Regions from separate parts of the Canis lupus genome. Here region 1 is linked to region 2. The links are chromatin contacts, called in public Hi-C maps. All regions are on one chromosome and are shown on one strand. The core of a region is the stretch at or near the end of the contact, and the rest is flanking DNA. Distances in the headings are between cores, read along the strand shown. Region 1 holds the start of KCTD7 (BTB/POZ domain-containing protein KCTD7). Region 2 holds the start of TPST1 (protein-tyrosine sulfotransferase 1).

Region 1 (7,436 bases), core at 1,525-4,024, 160 kb before region 2:
CCCTACACCCTTCAGTTGCCAAGTCCACCCCACTGTCCCTCTGATAGCCATTAAATCAGGCCTCCCCATGCCAGTTCCTACTGTCTCTTCTCTAGAATGAACTTAACCATTTTTATGCCCTTGCTTATGCTGTCTTCTCTGTCCAGAACATTCTTCCCACTCTCCCTCTGTCCATCTAGCAAATGCAACTGCCATAGATGTATGCGGTGTGCGTTGCTCACTGCACAGGGCACCCGTCTGTGAGTGGTCTGCTAGATCAGCTGTGTGCCCCTTCTCTATTGCACACCAAGGCACCATATAGGTCAGCAGCATCCACTCATTCTATTCCCTGATTCTGTGAACACTTAGGCTCTTTTGTCCCTCACCTGCCCCCAACACAGAGTTAACTAAATAGTCCCTCCATGTGCCCTCACTATGTGCCACGCTCTCCTCTATTATAGTTCCTAGCATGATACACTGGCAGTTATTTACTCCTGTCAGCCCACCCTTCTAGACGCCAAGGTTCCTGAGGGCAGGGACACGTTTTATTCACTAATCACAAGGTCACCCACAGCAGAGCTCATCGATGTTTGTGGAATCATTCCAGGCATCCACTCTACATTCTCTGTACCTCATCACTTCTCTCCTACTTAATCTGTAGAGTGAGATCAGGCCCCAGCCCAGCTAAGGTTCTGGAGGCAAAGGCAGGGGGAGGAACAGGGAATGATGGTAGAGACTGGCCCAGAGAAGCTCTGGGTTCTCTCAAGTGCTCAGGACCTTTTTTAGGGGTATGGGGGTAAGAGGTGGGAATATCTTTCACTGCTTGTGTTTTTAAAAGAAATGAAGCCAGTTCTCTCTAATTTTCCCACAAACCTCCAGATTAACTACAATTTTATACTAGTGCACACTTTTCAGTATTACAACATCTCTCAGGCTCCAGTGTATATTTATCTAGATAGTCCTTTCCCCTAGCTTTGCAGTATAGTTGACATACAATGTCACATTAGTTTTGGGTATAGACACAGTGATTTGACGGGCCTACACCTTATAGTATGCTGACCACAAGTGCAGGTGCCACCTGCCACGACACATCGCTATTATGGTATCATGGACTGTGCTCCCTGTGCTGTACCTTTTATCCTAGTGACCTTTTCATTCCGTTACTGGAAGCCAATACGTCCTGCTTCCCTTCACTCATTTTGCCCATACCTTCACCTTCCCTCCCCTCTTGTAATCACTGGTTTGGTCTCTGTATTTATGAGTCTATTTGTGCTTTTTTTTTTTTTTTTTTGTCTTTTAGATTCCATATATAAGTAAAGTACTATGAGCTTTCAAATTCTTTGTGAAATAAAGTAGGATATAAATACATTAAATCAAAGCTACTCAGAGCCTGATGCAGTGCCTGGCTCCCACAGTAAAGACTCAAGTATGCCTTGAATGAATGAGTGAATAAATGAATAAAAAAAAAGTATGTACAGTTCTTGTGTATGTACACACTGTTACTCTTCTGCAACCAAAGGACAGCAAATACCTTCTACTTACTCTATAGCTCCTCTAAAACTACTGTATATGCATACCAAGGACTCAAATATTATTTTGGGATAATAATACTTTACATTTCTGGGGCTCTTTACACCTTTTTCAAGGACACCTCATATCAATCCAAGAGTTTGCTCCATAGTAGAGCTGAAACGACGGAGGCACACAGGAAAAAGCAGTCAAACAGCTTTAGGTCTCCCATGCAACAATGTATCTATGGGGGAACAGGCCTATGGTCTCTGGGTCCTGCACTTTCTTTCAAGCCACATTGTTTCTCCAGTGACAGTGCACAAAAAATAAGCACCACAGCGTTCCTAGGCTTTCCCCCCTCCCCCAGCTGCAAAGAGTACTTCTAGGGTTTTGCTCATTGTCACAAGTGTTTCATGATGTTGAGAGTATAGGCTTCCAATCCCCCCCCACCCCCGTGCCCCCTGAGGCTGCCCCTTCTAGGGCTGCACACATCACAGGCCCCACGTCCAGCACTACCTTAGCTCCTGCCTCCTACCTCCTAGCCTCCTCCTTCGGGGCCCAGGAGGGCTCCACCTCCCTCCTCATGGCCACTTCGGCCCTAAATACGATCCTGCCATACGCGTCAAGCCCGGTGGGCGCAGCACAGCACAGCACAGCGGCTGCAGAGGGAAACCACGGAGCAGTCAGGTGCGCGTGGACACGTGCACCCACCGGCCCGCTCCTCCTCTGCAGAGTCCCTAACCCCCACGGTCGGGGCAGGGGCAGCTGGAGACTGCATTTCCCGGAAGACACTCCCTCTGGGGGCTCCGAGGTCCCCTCCCACCGCCACCCTCCCTCGTCGTCGTCAGGGCCGGAGCGAGCAGTGGGAGCGCGGCAGCCCCGCGGCCGGTGGACCTGGGCGGAGGGGGGGGGCGGGGCGGGGCGGGGCGGGGGTGGCGGGCCGCTGTGCGCCCGGGCGAGGCGGCACGCCGGGTGGGCGGGGACGGGCCGCGGGCTGACCGCAGCGTCCGCACCGCTCGCAGCCCGGGGTCAGCCCTGCCGCGCAGCAGCTGCTCCCGGGCGCCCCCCGACGCCCCGGCGCCCCCCGCAGTACCTCCTGGGGCAGCAGGGGCAGCGCGTGGCCCGCCTGCGTGGCCGTGGGGGTGGCCGGCTCCAGGAAGTCGTCCTCGGCGTCGGAGCTGGACATGGCACCGTCCGGACGACGGCTGTCTGGCTCCCGCCCCGTGACTACCACCATCCCTCTGGCTCCGGGCAGTGGGCGCGGCTGCGGGCGGCGGCGGCGGCGGCGGGCGGCGGCGGCGGCCCGGGCACTAGCGCCGAGCAGCCCCCAGCATGACGCGGCGCGGCCGCCGGGCGGGCCGCGGGGCCCAGGGCGCAGCGCGGCGGCGGGAGGGCGGCGGCTCCCTCAGCGCCAGCGGGCTCGCCGAGCAGCGCGCGCACCGCAGGGCCGCCGGCCCGACCCGGCCGCCTGCCGCTATTGGCCGAGGCTCCGCGTGCCCCGCCCCGATGGGCAGGCAGCTCGTCCACTCCAGGAGCAGGCAGCGCCTGAGCAGCCACTGGGAGGCGGGCCTGCCCGCTGCCCTGCTCTGATTGGTCGCCGGGCAGCGGACGCCCTCCCCCCGCCGTCTCTCGCCCGCCGTCGCCCGTACGCGGGCCCCGCCCGTCGGCTCGGAGGGGGCTTCCCGCCGCGGGGTCGACGCCTCCCGAGCTGAGGGGAGGCGGGGCTCGCCGTCTCGGCGTGGGTCCGCCCGCAGGCCGGGGGAGGCCGGGGGAGCTGCGGCGGCGGTGCGGGTCCTGGGTCGCCCGACGGAGGCGCGGGAGGACAGCCGAGGACCGCGGCCGAGGTCGCCGGGGCGGTGCGAGAGCAGAGGCCGCGCTGCGCCGGGGCCGCCGGGGCCGCCGGGCGTCCGGCCCTTCCCGACTCAAGCAGGAACCTGGAAACAAAGCTCCTGGGAGCGACCGCGGTCCGGTAAGCAAGACAGTGCGTGTCCACTGTCCACCCGCGCGCCGGGCCGCGGATGCTCGCCGCCGCCCGCCCGCCCGTCTGTCCGTCCGCCGCCCGTCCGCCCGCCCGCCCGCCCGTCCGCACCTCGGGCGCCGCGTGCGCAGCTGGGGCTCCGCCAGGGGTCCAGCATCGAGCTCCTTCAAACCGCTTCACCCCGGCTCCTCAGCGGTCCTGCCGTGACGGATGGTGAAGGTGGGCACCTCCCCTGCTGGACCCACCTCTGTGCATCACAGCCACCGGAGCGGGACCCCGTCGAACTCGCAGTCCTCCGTCCGGAGCCCCACTCGGTCTGGAGCGAGCCCCCCCCGCGGCCGTCCTAACTAGCCGCAGGCCCATGAACCTCTCTTCGGGTAGCACTACCCCAAACAGGGCCCCTAGAGGTTCCCCTTATCTATCACTACCTGCTCCCAGTTGTCAACAATATGTAACAAAATTTCCTCTTTCCATCCTATGACAATTAGGATGTTTCAGCTGTAACAGAAATTGCAACCAAAATAATAAGAATTTCATTATGGTATATAAAGTCTGAGCAGATCCTGGGTTGATTCACTAACTCAACTGAACAAGCAGTTACCTGGACCAGCTTCCTTCCATTTATCCACTAGGGACCGATGGCCTCTCCTCCCCTAGGAATCCATATGAGAAAACCACAGAACCAAGGGCAATCAGGGACACGGTTATTCTGACTCCTTAAAGAAAGGCTGAGCAGGGAGCCCAGAGGCTCAGGAGATCGTGAAATCCATATGCAACCAGTTTTTACATTGCATTCTCAATGTGCCAGAGTTTGCATTTTCCATTCCTGCTAAGGATTTCCTTCACTCATGTAGTTTCCCAGTTATTTGTTTACACAGCGAGGGAAAATCCAAGGTCAGCAGCCTGGAATGAGGACTTGCTGAATGAGTAGGAAGAGGTTGGAACAGGCTTTCTGGGAAAGCAGGGTAGTTTGCTGGCAGCAGCTATCTCCACCCAACAGTGGAATGACTTCCAGGCCATCTCACATGAGGGTTGCAGGGAAGGGTCTGTGAGCCTTTGAGAGAGCCATGGGATGAGTAGCAGATACTCTCGTGCAGAGGTGGGGGCTGCTCTCAGAACACAGGCAGTTATATCCTGAGATCACTTCTCCAAAACTAAACCAAACAGGCCTGAGATCAAACCCTGAGATTAGTAACTGGATTCTATTCTCCATGTATCCTTGAAGAAAAGAACTTCTGAATGCTGGCAAATCTTTAAAGTACTGATTTAACTACTGAATTTTCTCTCTTGTTTCTAGTTTATTGAATAACAACCATAAAGGAAATGAAAACAGAACCGAAAGCATCCAGCTTCTTTTCCATATTGCCTTCTTAGTTTTAATTTTGATTTAAATATTTTAGGCTTATCAAAAATTATGGACAATAATAATTGAAAACCCATGTACTTAGCTTGGGAGCTAATGAAACACATGTAACACAATATTAGAAACACAATTGTATCTGTACACACCTCCCTAATCTCATTTTACCCTCCTAAATACAGTATATGTATCACTCCATGCATGTTTTCTCTTTAATCAGGTTATATAACACGGAAAAGTGCAAAACCATTTATGTAGAAATGGTTTGAAGAAAATGGCTTGAAGAAAAATTATAAAGGAAATACCCATAATACTACCACTCAATCAAGAACTAGAACATTGGGACACCTGGGTAGCTCAGTGGTTGAGTGTCAGCCTTCAGCTCAGGGCGTGATCCCGGGGTTCTGGGATCGAGTCCCACATCAGGCTCCTTGCATGAAGCCTGCTTCTCCCTCTGCCTATGTCTGTGTGTCTCATGAATAAATAGATAAATAACCTAAAAAACAAAACAAAACAAAAACAGAACATTACAAGCCCCTACATTCTCCAAGGGTCCTCCCTGATGAAGACAGCCTCCATTCTCTCAGAGGTCACCAGCATCCTCACTTTTCTGACAATCATTTACTTGTTTTCCAAGCTTAACCACCCTTTTCTGCATCTCCTAAGCAATGCAATTTGATTTTAGCTCTTTTTAGATTTTAAGATTTACTTATTTTAAAGAAACAGAGAGCAGAGGGAGGGGCAGAGGGAGAAGGAGAGAGAGAATCTGAAGCAGGCTCCCCTCTGAGCTTGGAGTCTGACCCTGGGCTTGATTCTACAATGTTGAGATCATGACCCGAGCCAAAACCAAGAGTCGGACACTTAGCCAACTAAGTCAACTAAGTGCCCCTGTTTTTAGACTTTAAGTAAATGCAGTGTTATCCATACCACTATTGATGAATAGTTTTTTTCTAGTGTTGTGTTATGACAATCAATGCTGCTATGAACCTTATTTTAATGTCTCTTGCTGTTCTGAACATTTTATATCAAATCATGTCACTCCTGCATTTCAAGCTCTTCAAGGGTATCCTTGTTTCCAGAACAGGTAAAGAAAAAAGCTTGGTTCTGAGTGAAGGGAGAATGGGAGGAAAATAAAAGAAAAAAAAGAAAGTGCAAATACTCCGTGAAGGAGCTTTGCTGGCACCCAGAACTTTTCTACCTCCCAAGTTTTAGCTCCATCGATCACTAGATTCTGTCCTTCCGTTTATTTCCCAAAACCTGCTTTACTTGCTTTGCTACTTCTTTAAGACTGATGGTTCCTTACCCACCCAACCTTTTCTCTCAGGTATCTGTTAAAATGACTTGATTTTATTTTCTCCCATATCCTACCAAGATCCTAATGTACCCATTTAAGCATCTCCCTAGGGAATGCCTTCACGTGTTCCTTCCCAGCACCTGATCTTGGGACAAAAACCCATCAGATTAACCCATCAGCTTCCATGCTCTGTCTCTGGGTGAGTGAGAATGGTACCAGTGAGTATGAGAATTGGTACCATTAGGGCAACCTGGGTGACTCAGCGGTTAAACGCGCCGCCTTTGGCCCACAGTGTGATCCTGGTGACCTGGGATCCCTGCATGGAGGCTGCTTCTCCCTCTGCCTCTGTCTCTGCTTCTGTCTCTCTCTCTCTCTCTCTCTCTCTCTCTCTCGCTCTCTCTGTCTCTCATGAAGAAATAAATAAAATCTTAAAAAAAAAAAAAAAGAATTGGTACCACTATAAATGCATGATCAACTCACACCATGCCACTGTGCAATCTGTTCATGTGTTTCTTCTAGTCAGCTTTCTTTTTTCTCTTTTTAAAATTGAGATATAATTGACATACCACATTCTATTAGTTTCAGGTGTACAAATATAGTGACTCAATATTTGTAGAAATTGCAAAAAGATTACCACAATAAGGCCAGTCAATATTCAAGTCAGCTTCCTTTTCTATTTCCAGTCTTATCCTTCTTCCCAAGACCCTTCTGCATTCCAGGTTATCACCCCTCCTTCCAGGAAATGGCAGTTTGACCATTATTGCGTAGAGCAATGAGGCTTCAGGCACGAGGAACTCCCTTAACTTCCTTCCATCTCACCTGCATGTTAACCCTCTTTAGGTTTAAGGCTCAGTCTCTCAAGGATGCCCTAACTTTTCCAGGATTGTACTTGCTCCATCAGTTAACCCTTTTCTCTTCTGAATTTTCAGTCTCTTCCTCTATATTGTTCCCTTTGCTATAGCCTATTTTTTTGTGCCAGTTTCTTCCATCATAATAAATAAAAATTCTTCAATCCCGCATCCTTCTCTAGGTAGCACAGCTTCTTTCTCTGTCTCTTCGTGGCCAGTATCCTCACAAGAGTCCACACTGCTTCCTCTATTCCTTACCCCCATTGCAAAGTAGACTTCTCACCCATCACTGAAAGGGCAGCCTCTGAGTTGCCAAGCCCAATGACCTGTCCTTCCTGAATTCTTTGAAGCATGCCACAACTGACAAATTTCTTTCTTTTAAAACCCCTTTCTCCTTTGAATTCCAAGAGCCTCTTCTGTCTCTCCTCTCCATCTGTTTCCCATCTCCTTTGCAGGGCTCATTCACCC
Region 2 (7,127 bases), core at 3,094-5,593:
CACATTATTTACCAACTGACTCACTCAACTAATTTTTATCGTTTTTAAATATACTAAGTACTGTACAAGGCAGTGATAAAAAGATAAATAACATATTACAACACTGTGATATAATTATTATAGAATATATATCCAGTCTTCATTCCTGGCTCCTGGCACAGAGCTAAAACCTTTAGAATTTTCTTGATGGGGTAAGAAGAGCATCTTTTGTTACTCATAATAAGCCCCTTTCAACCATATCTTGGAGAATGAGGGGTGGTTGCCATAAGAACCAACCTCTGACCTCAAGATGGGGAAAAGAGGTGCAGATTGAGTTTATCACAATCAACCAATGATTATGCCTACATAACGAAGCCTCCATAACACCCTAACTGAAGGGAATCAGAAGCTTCTGGGTTGGTGAACACATGAAGGTGTCGGGAGGATGGTGCCCCCAAGGAAAAGCACAGAAGCTCATGGAAGCTCTATGCCCCTTACTACATACCTTGCCCTATGCATCTCTTCCATTTGCTGTTCCTGAATTATACCCTTTATAATAAGCAAGTAATGGTTAAGTAAAGAGCTTTCTGGAGTCCTGTGAGCCATTACAGCAAATTATTGATCGGAAGAGGGGATTGTAGGAAGCCCCAATTTACAGTCAGCTGGTCAAAAGTGCAGGTCACAACATGGGACTTGCAACTAGCGTAGCAGTGGGGGGTACAGGAGGTGGGCAGGGGCTAAGTTCTCCACCGTGGAGACTGCACAAACTCCAGGTAGGTGGTGTCATAATTAGGTTAACTCGTAGGACACCCAGTAGGGGTCTGGAGAGTTGGAGAACGTAAGGGAAAAGCCCACATATGTGATGTCAGTAGCGTCATGAGTAGTGTAGAAAAAACAGTAGGCATGATCTTAGATCTCAAGAAACTCCTTGTCATGACAAAAATAGGTGCACGAGAAATCATTTAAATAAAATGGTATGTACTTTAATGGTACATGTACCAAGTGCCAGGAAAGTAAGCAACTAATGATGCCAAGAAAAATGACATTTATCCTAATTTTCACGAGTTAAATACTGTAATTTCTCAGGGTTCTATCATTCCCTCTTCAAGCTCTCAGCCCAGTTCTCAGCCTGAGCTCACATAAAAAGCAATGTTTTAATTTTAAAAATTGTATGTATGTGGGCAGCCCTGGTGGCGCAGCGGTTTGGCACCGCCTACAGCCTGGGGTGTGATCCTGGAGACCCAGGATTGAGTCCGATGTCGGGCTCCCTACATGGAGCCTGCTTCTCCCTCTGCCTGTGTCTCTGCCTCTCTCTCTCTCTCAAATAAATAAATAAAACATTTTTTTAAAAATAAAATAAAATAAATAAAAATTGTATGTATGTATACATTTATTTGAGAGAGAGAATGCACTAACCAGGGAGCCCGACATGGAACTCAATCCTAGGACCCCAAGATCGTGACCTGAATGAAAGGCAGCTGCTGAACCAACTGAGCCACCCAGCTGCCCTGGGAAGCATTTTTTAAATGAGAAGGTTTGGCCCCACACCAAACCAACTCTCTATGGAAGCCTTCACCCTCTCATCCTTATTCTTTAAAAGCTCCCCAGATGGTTTTACAGTAGCGCCTGGGTTAAGTGAATGAAGTAGTGCTTGGGATGGAAATGACCATCTCTGTTCAGGAAAAATGTAACCCAAGCCTCAACCAATCTTCTGGCAATGAAGAGAGAGAGAGAAAGATTTCAAGTAGAAACAATATGAGCAATAAGAGACCAGCTGTGAAAGAAGAGGATTCTAAGGTTTCTAATAACAAGAGTTAGGGTGAAGGCCTAAAACAGGACAAGGAGTATGTGCTTGAGGGGGCTCAGTGAGTAGAGGGAAGGGAAAAGAAAATATAGCCAAGTTTGGAATACTCAGTATCCAAATTTAGTTATCCAATAGGTGATGAAAATAAAGAACTTGAAACTCAAGAAAAATGCGGACTGAATACACATCTTTGAAAACCATAAATCTACTGGTGCTATTTGAAGCTAGGATAGGAAGTGTAATCACACAAGGAAATTAGAGAACAAAGAAAAGAACAGAAATTGAAACTCTAAGGAATACTACATTAATCAGAGAAAATAAAAAAGGGGGAAGCATCAAAGGAAGGTTTTTATCTTTGTTTTGGAAGGTGTAAACTGTACCATGTATGCAAGATGAGAAAAATATGAGAATATAGAGCAGATCAAAGATGTTAGCCTTAGAAAGGAGGACCCTTTGTTCCCTGGTAAAAGGAAATGAGATCAGAAATCAAACAGGCATAGGCATACTATCATTTTTAATGACAGATTCTTAAGAGTTCAGGGCTGAAGCCCACCAATTTCTTGTGAATTTTCTGCTGATTGCAAAATAAGCAATGAAGAAACATCAAGAGCAGGACGAAGGGAGGAGAATGGTAAAAATCTTTTAAGAAGCCATTCAGATTTTAGTACGTAAGAATATTCTAGGAGGTAAGAGTAAAGTTAGAATCCAGAAGTCTAGAGCAGCAACCCAGGTCACTTACATGATTTTCTCTAGTCTGCTCTGGAAAAGCAACAGTTTGATCCTGGCTTGTAGACCATTAAAGCAAGTGTGGGAAGAATGAGTTGAAGACAGTAATGTAGCTTTTATGATTTTGAAAAGTCAAATTTACTTCACTCTTTGCAAAAAAAAAAAAAAAAAAAAAGACCGTAGTTGCTTCCTCTGATTGCCAGAAAGAGGGTTGGGGAAAGGGAGAGATACTCTCCTCTGTCACTCTCACAAAACTTGTGAGAACTTTCACTCCCAAGCATGTTTGATCCCTCCAGCAGCTGATTCCAAGAATTCTACACCTGATTCCCCCGGGCTCTTCAAGGATGAAAATTCCCTGCAGGGCTGGACTCCCCAGCTGAGAGATACACAAGTGAACACTTCTTCTGGGAGACCTGGGTGGCTCAGCAGATGACCCACTGCCTTGGCTCAGGGCGTGATCCCGGGGTCCTGGGATCGAGTCCCACATCGGGCTCCCTGCACGAAGCTTGCTTTTCTCCTTCTGCGTGTGACTCTGCCTCTGTGTGTGTGTGTGTGTGTGTGTCTCGTGAATAAATAAATTAAATCTTTAAAAAAAAAAAAAAAAAAAAAACCAAACCACTTCTTCCACGCAATGCTACTTTGGAGAGGAGATAAACGGGGTGTGTGTGTGTGTGTGTGTGTGTGTGTAAGGAAATAACCATATTGTGAAGCTCCCTAAGAATCCTTTACAAAGCCAATGAATATAAAACAATACTTGACACAAAAATAGCCAACTTGTTTTCTTCCTGCATAAACGTAGTGAGTAAATAATTGATAATGTAACGTCTCTCGCACTTGGAGCTCAATAATCTGTCCTGCCATGTCCCACATCACTCCTCCAATAGTGAGTGGAATCCCTCTGGATCATGGGCCTCTTGTACCACCATCTGGAGGAGGAGAGGCGGACTGTGCACCCGGCCCACTGTGCGCCAGGCTCGACGGGCTCCGCGTGCAGCTCCTCGGAAGACGGACTGATGTTAACTACAGATCTGGCACCCGGTAGAGCACTAGAGTGCTGACGGTTCGGGTGCGACGGATGAAAGTGGGGAGAGGAGTCGAGTTCGCAGACGAACGCATCTGGGAGCAAAAGGGCAAAACCCAGGGCCATAAGAGGTTGCGGGGGAGACTAAAGGTACGGAGGACCGGGCAGCAGAAGGCAGGGACGAGGGCGACTGCGGAAACGAAACCCCGGCACTCGTGCGGGCAAAGTCCGCTGTGATCCCGGCGGGACGCGGGGGCGGGAAGGGGCTCATCCCCGGGAGGCGCCCCGAAGGGCTGCAGAGGCCGGGAAACGGTGCCAGCGCCGCGAGTCCCGGGGAGGGGGCCGGGGGGAGGGGCCTGGGGAGAGGCGGGGAGGGTCGGCGAGGAGCGGGTGCGCGAGCGGGAGCCGCGGGCCGGGCGGGGGCGGGGCCGGACAACTGCCCCCCCCCCCCCCGCCCAGCCACCGGGGACGGATGCGGAGACGTGCGAGCCGGGCTGACGCGGGGCAGTGGGATGCCAGGGCAGAGTGGCCGGGGCCCGAGGCGGGGCACGGCGACGGGAAGGCGGCGGGGCCGGGGCGGGGGCCGGGCGGGGCCGGGCGGGGGCGGGGGCGGGGCGGGGCGGCGCTCCCACCGAGCCACAGCGAGCGCGGCGTCTCCCTTACCTGGGATGAGCGAGGAGCCGCCGCGCCGCCTCCCCAGCATCCTGCGCTCGGCCGCTTCTCCCACTGCCCTAGGGGGGGGCCATTCCGCCCGCCCCGGGAGCCCGCCCTCACCGCCAGGCGCCAGCGGCCGCCAGCCCGGCCCGGCCCCGCGGAGCAGCGCCAACGCGACCCGCGCCCGCGGCCGCCTCAGCAGCGACTCCCGCCGTCGCTGCCTCAGCGCCGGCCGCCTGCCTCCCGGGCGGGCCCGGGATCTCACGGATGCGGCGATTGGCTGCCGCCAGCCCGGCCGGGAGATGTGTCGGACCCTCTGATTGGTGACTTTCGCTAGCTCCCGCCCGCTGGGGGCGGTGCTTGGAATAGCCCGGGTCCAGCGGGCGTTAAGGGACCAAGCGGGAGGGACCTGACGTCGCGGCCGGGCGGGCGTGCCTGCGTCCCTGCGCGTGCGCGCTCCCCGCGACGGCTCCGGGGCAGCCACCTGCGGGGCCTGGTGGTTGCCCTGGCGACCGCGCCCGGCTGGGGGTGTGCGCCACGCGGTCCGTGGCACGCGGCAAGAAAAGGAGCTTCTCCAAGCCGGCGCCCCCCCACGTCCGCCGCTTCCATCCAGTCCCACCTCTCCGGCCGCTTCTGGCCGAGGAGTTCCAGACTCCCTGGGAATAGCTCAGGGGCCGAGAGGGAATCCACGCGATATTGCATCCCACACAGAAGTGCGAGGGATGGGAGATGCGGCCCAACCACAGGGGAGGCGAACTGATCCTGGAGAGAAAGAAGTGAGAACTGGAGAAAAGGCCAAGGAACGAGCGACGCTGGGGAGAGGGATGAAATTTCCAACTGAAAGTTAACAGTTGGCGCTGACGACTCCTCCACACCAGCTTCCGACAACGCGAGTGTCTCACTTGTATGAACTGTGAGAGGAGATTCAAAATGCAGTAAGCAGGGCCTCGTCCAACTCTGGGAACGCCTCAGACTTTTGACTTTCGTCAATCGAACTTTCTACTTTTGTCAATTGCAACTTGTTGGTTTCAGCTCCACCATCTTCTCCACTTAACCTTCTGCTTTGGACTGAAAGAGAAAATGCTAACCTCTGACGGCTAAATAGTTATGTGTTAATGAGTCTAAACTCAGCCAGCAGCAATCATAATTATGTTAAAACGACTTATGTAACCTTGTGGCTTTTGCCTTTAGAAGCTGGATCTAATGCATCCTTGAAATTCAGAGCACACTTTGAATTTCAGTGGACTCCATGTCTCCTCCAAATAAATGCTTCGATTGCCTTACCTCCTCTTCTTGATGGACAGAACACATTGCAAAAAGGCATGGGCTCAGGGATCTAATCTAATAAAGATATTCAAAATTCCTGTCAACCATATTGGAATGTTATCTAATGTTATCTACAGAATGAAATCTGTAAAATATGTATCTTAGAGAGTTGCTGTAGTGTTCAAGTGAGACACACGCAAAAAATTGTACCTGAATGCTCTATAGCAACATTATTCATAATAGCCAATAAACTGAAAACAACTGTCCATCAACTGATTAATAAAATTTGGTATATCCATATGATGAAATATTATTCAGCCATAAAAAGGAATGAAGTTCTGATACATGCTACAATGTGGATTGCAATATTGAAAATATTATGCCAAGTGAAATCGTTACAAAAGACCCCATATTGTAGAAGTCCATTTTATATAAAATGTCCAAAATAGGCAAATCCATAGAGATAGCAAGTAGATTAGTAAATGTCTTGGGCTAAGCAGACTGGGGAGAATGGGAAGTGACTGCTAATAGGTCTAGGGTTTCCTTTGGGGGTAACTGTTGAAAATGTCCTAAAATTGTGTGATGGTTATACAATTTTGTGTATATATATATATGTGTGTGTGTTTTTAAATATTTTATTTATTTATTCATGAGAGACACAGAGAGAAGCAGAGACACAGGCAGAGGGAGAAGCAGGCTCCCTTCAAGGAGCCCGATGTGGGACTCCAGGATCACGCCCTGAGCCAAAGACAGGCACTCAACCGCTGAGCCGCCCAGGCGTCCCAATTTTGTGCATATATTAAATGTGTACTTTAAATAGGGGAATTGGGGATCCCTGGGTGGCACAGCGGTTTGGCGCCTGCCTTTGGCCCAGGGCGCGATTCTGGAGACCCAGGATCGAATCCCACATCGGGCTCCCGGTGCATGGAGCCTGCTTCTCCCTCTGCCTGTGTCTCTGCCTCTCTCTCTCTCTCTCTCTCTCTCTCTCTGTGACTATCATAAATAAATAAAAATTTTTAAAAAATTAAAAATAAATAAATAAATAAATAAATAAATAAATAAATAAATAAATAAATAGGGGAATTGTGGGCAGCCTGGGTGGCTCAGCGGTTTAGCGCCACCTTCACCCCAGCAGGATGTCTCCCAGAGCAGGACAGCTTTAGGTGGCCCCAAGAGCCAGAAGCAAGGACCTGCTTGAAGTGAAGCAAAGCTCAGAGTCATTTGGGAAAAAGTTTTTTCTGCTTTCTAAAGCTACCACCAACCCATAGTACATGTTAAGGAAAAAGACACCAAAATATACTCATAAGTGAAAAGAAGAAAGTCCCATTTGCATTTTTTTTAATACACACACCCTCACACACACATGCTAGTGATTAAAAAAAAAATAATCTCTGGAAGGATAAGCAACTGATAAATTATTGATTGCTACATCTGAAACTATGTAATTGAATTTAAATAATAATTTTTAAAAATCTCTGGAAAGATGCACAGTAAACCATAGCAGTGGTTATTCCTGGATGGAAAATTGAAGGACTTGGGGACAGGAATGGGAAAGAGACTTATTTTTCACTATATCTATATACTCAGGCACTTTGTGAAAGCTTGTCATGTATCTTGATTTCTATCTAAAACAAATAAATTGGGGATCTCTGGTGGCTCAGCGGTTTAGCGCCTGCC

What was found. Hi-C and Micro-C count contacts between places; a contact is called where the count stands out from the background.
Region 1: a Hi-C map of blood shows a contact between it and region 2, with 2.3 times the contacts expected there. The contact joins the promoter of KCTD7 here to the promoter of TPST1 in region 2. A contact is called at or near these places in 2 of 9 Hi-C or Micro-C datasets (amygdala and blood).

What each region holds. Positions count from the first base shown.
Region 1 is chr6:974,287-981,722 of UU_Cfam_GSD_1.0, reverse strand. It overlaps KCTD7 (BTB/POZ domain-containing protein KCTD7), which reads right to left and starts at 2,774. Exons shown (of 6, transcript XM_038539003.1): 1 at 2,582-2,774. The coding sequence starts at 2,725. It overlaps LOC102153374 (a long non-coding RNA gene), which reads left to right and starts at 3,296. Exons shown (of 2, transcript XR_005360498.1): 1 at 3,296-3,457; 2 at 3,660-5,024.
Region 2 is chr6:820,040-827,166 of UU_Cfam_GSD_1.0, reverse strand. TPST1 (protein-tyrosine sulfotransferase 1) reads right to left here and starts at 4,343. Exons shown (of 6, transcript XM_038538994.1): 1 at 4,194-4,343.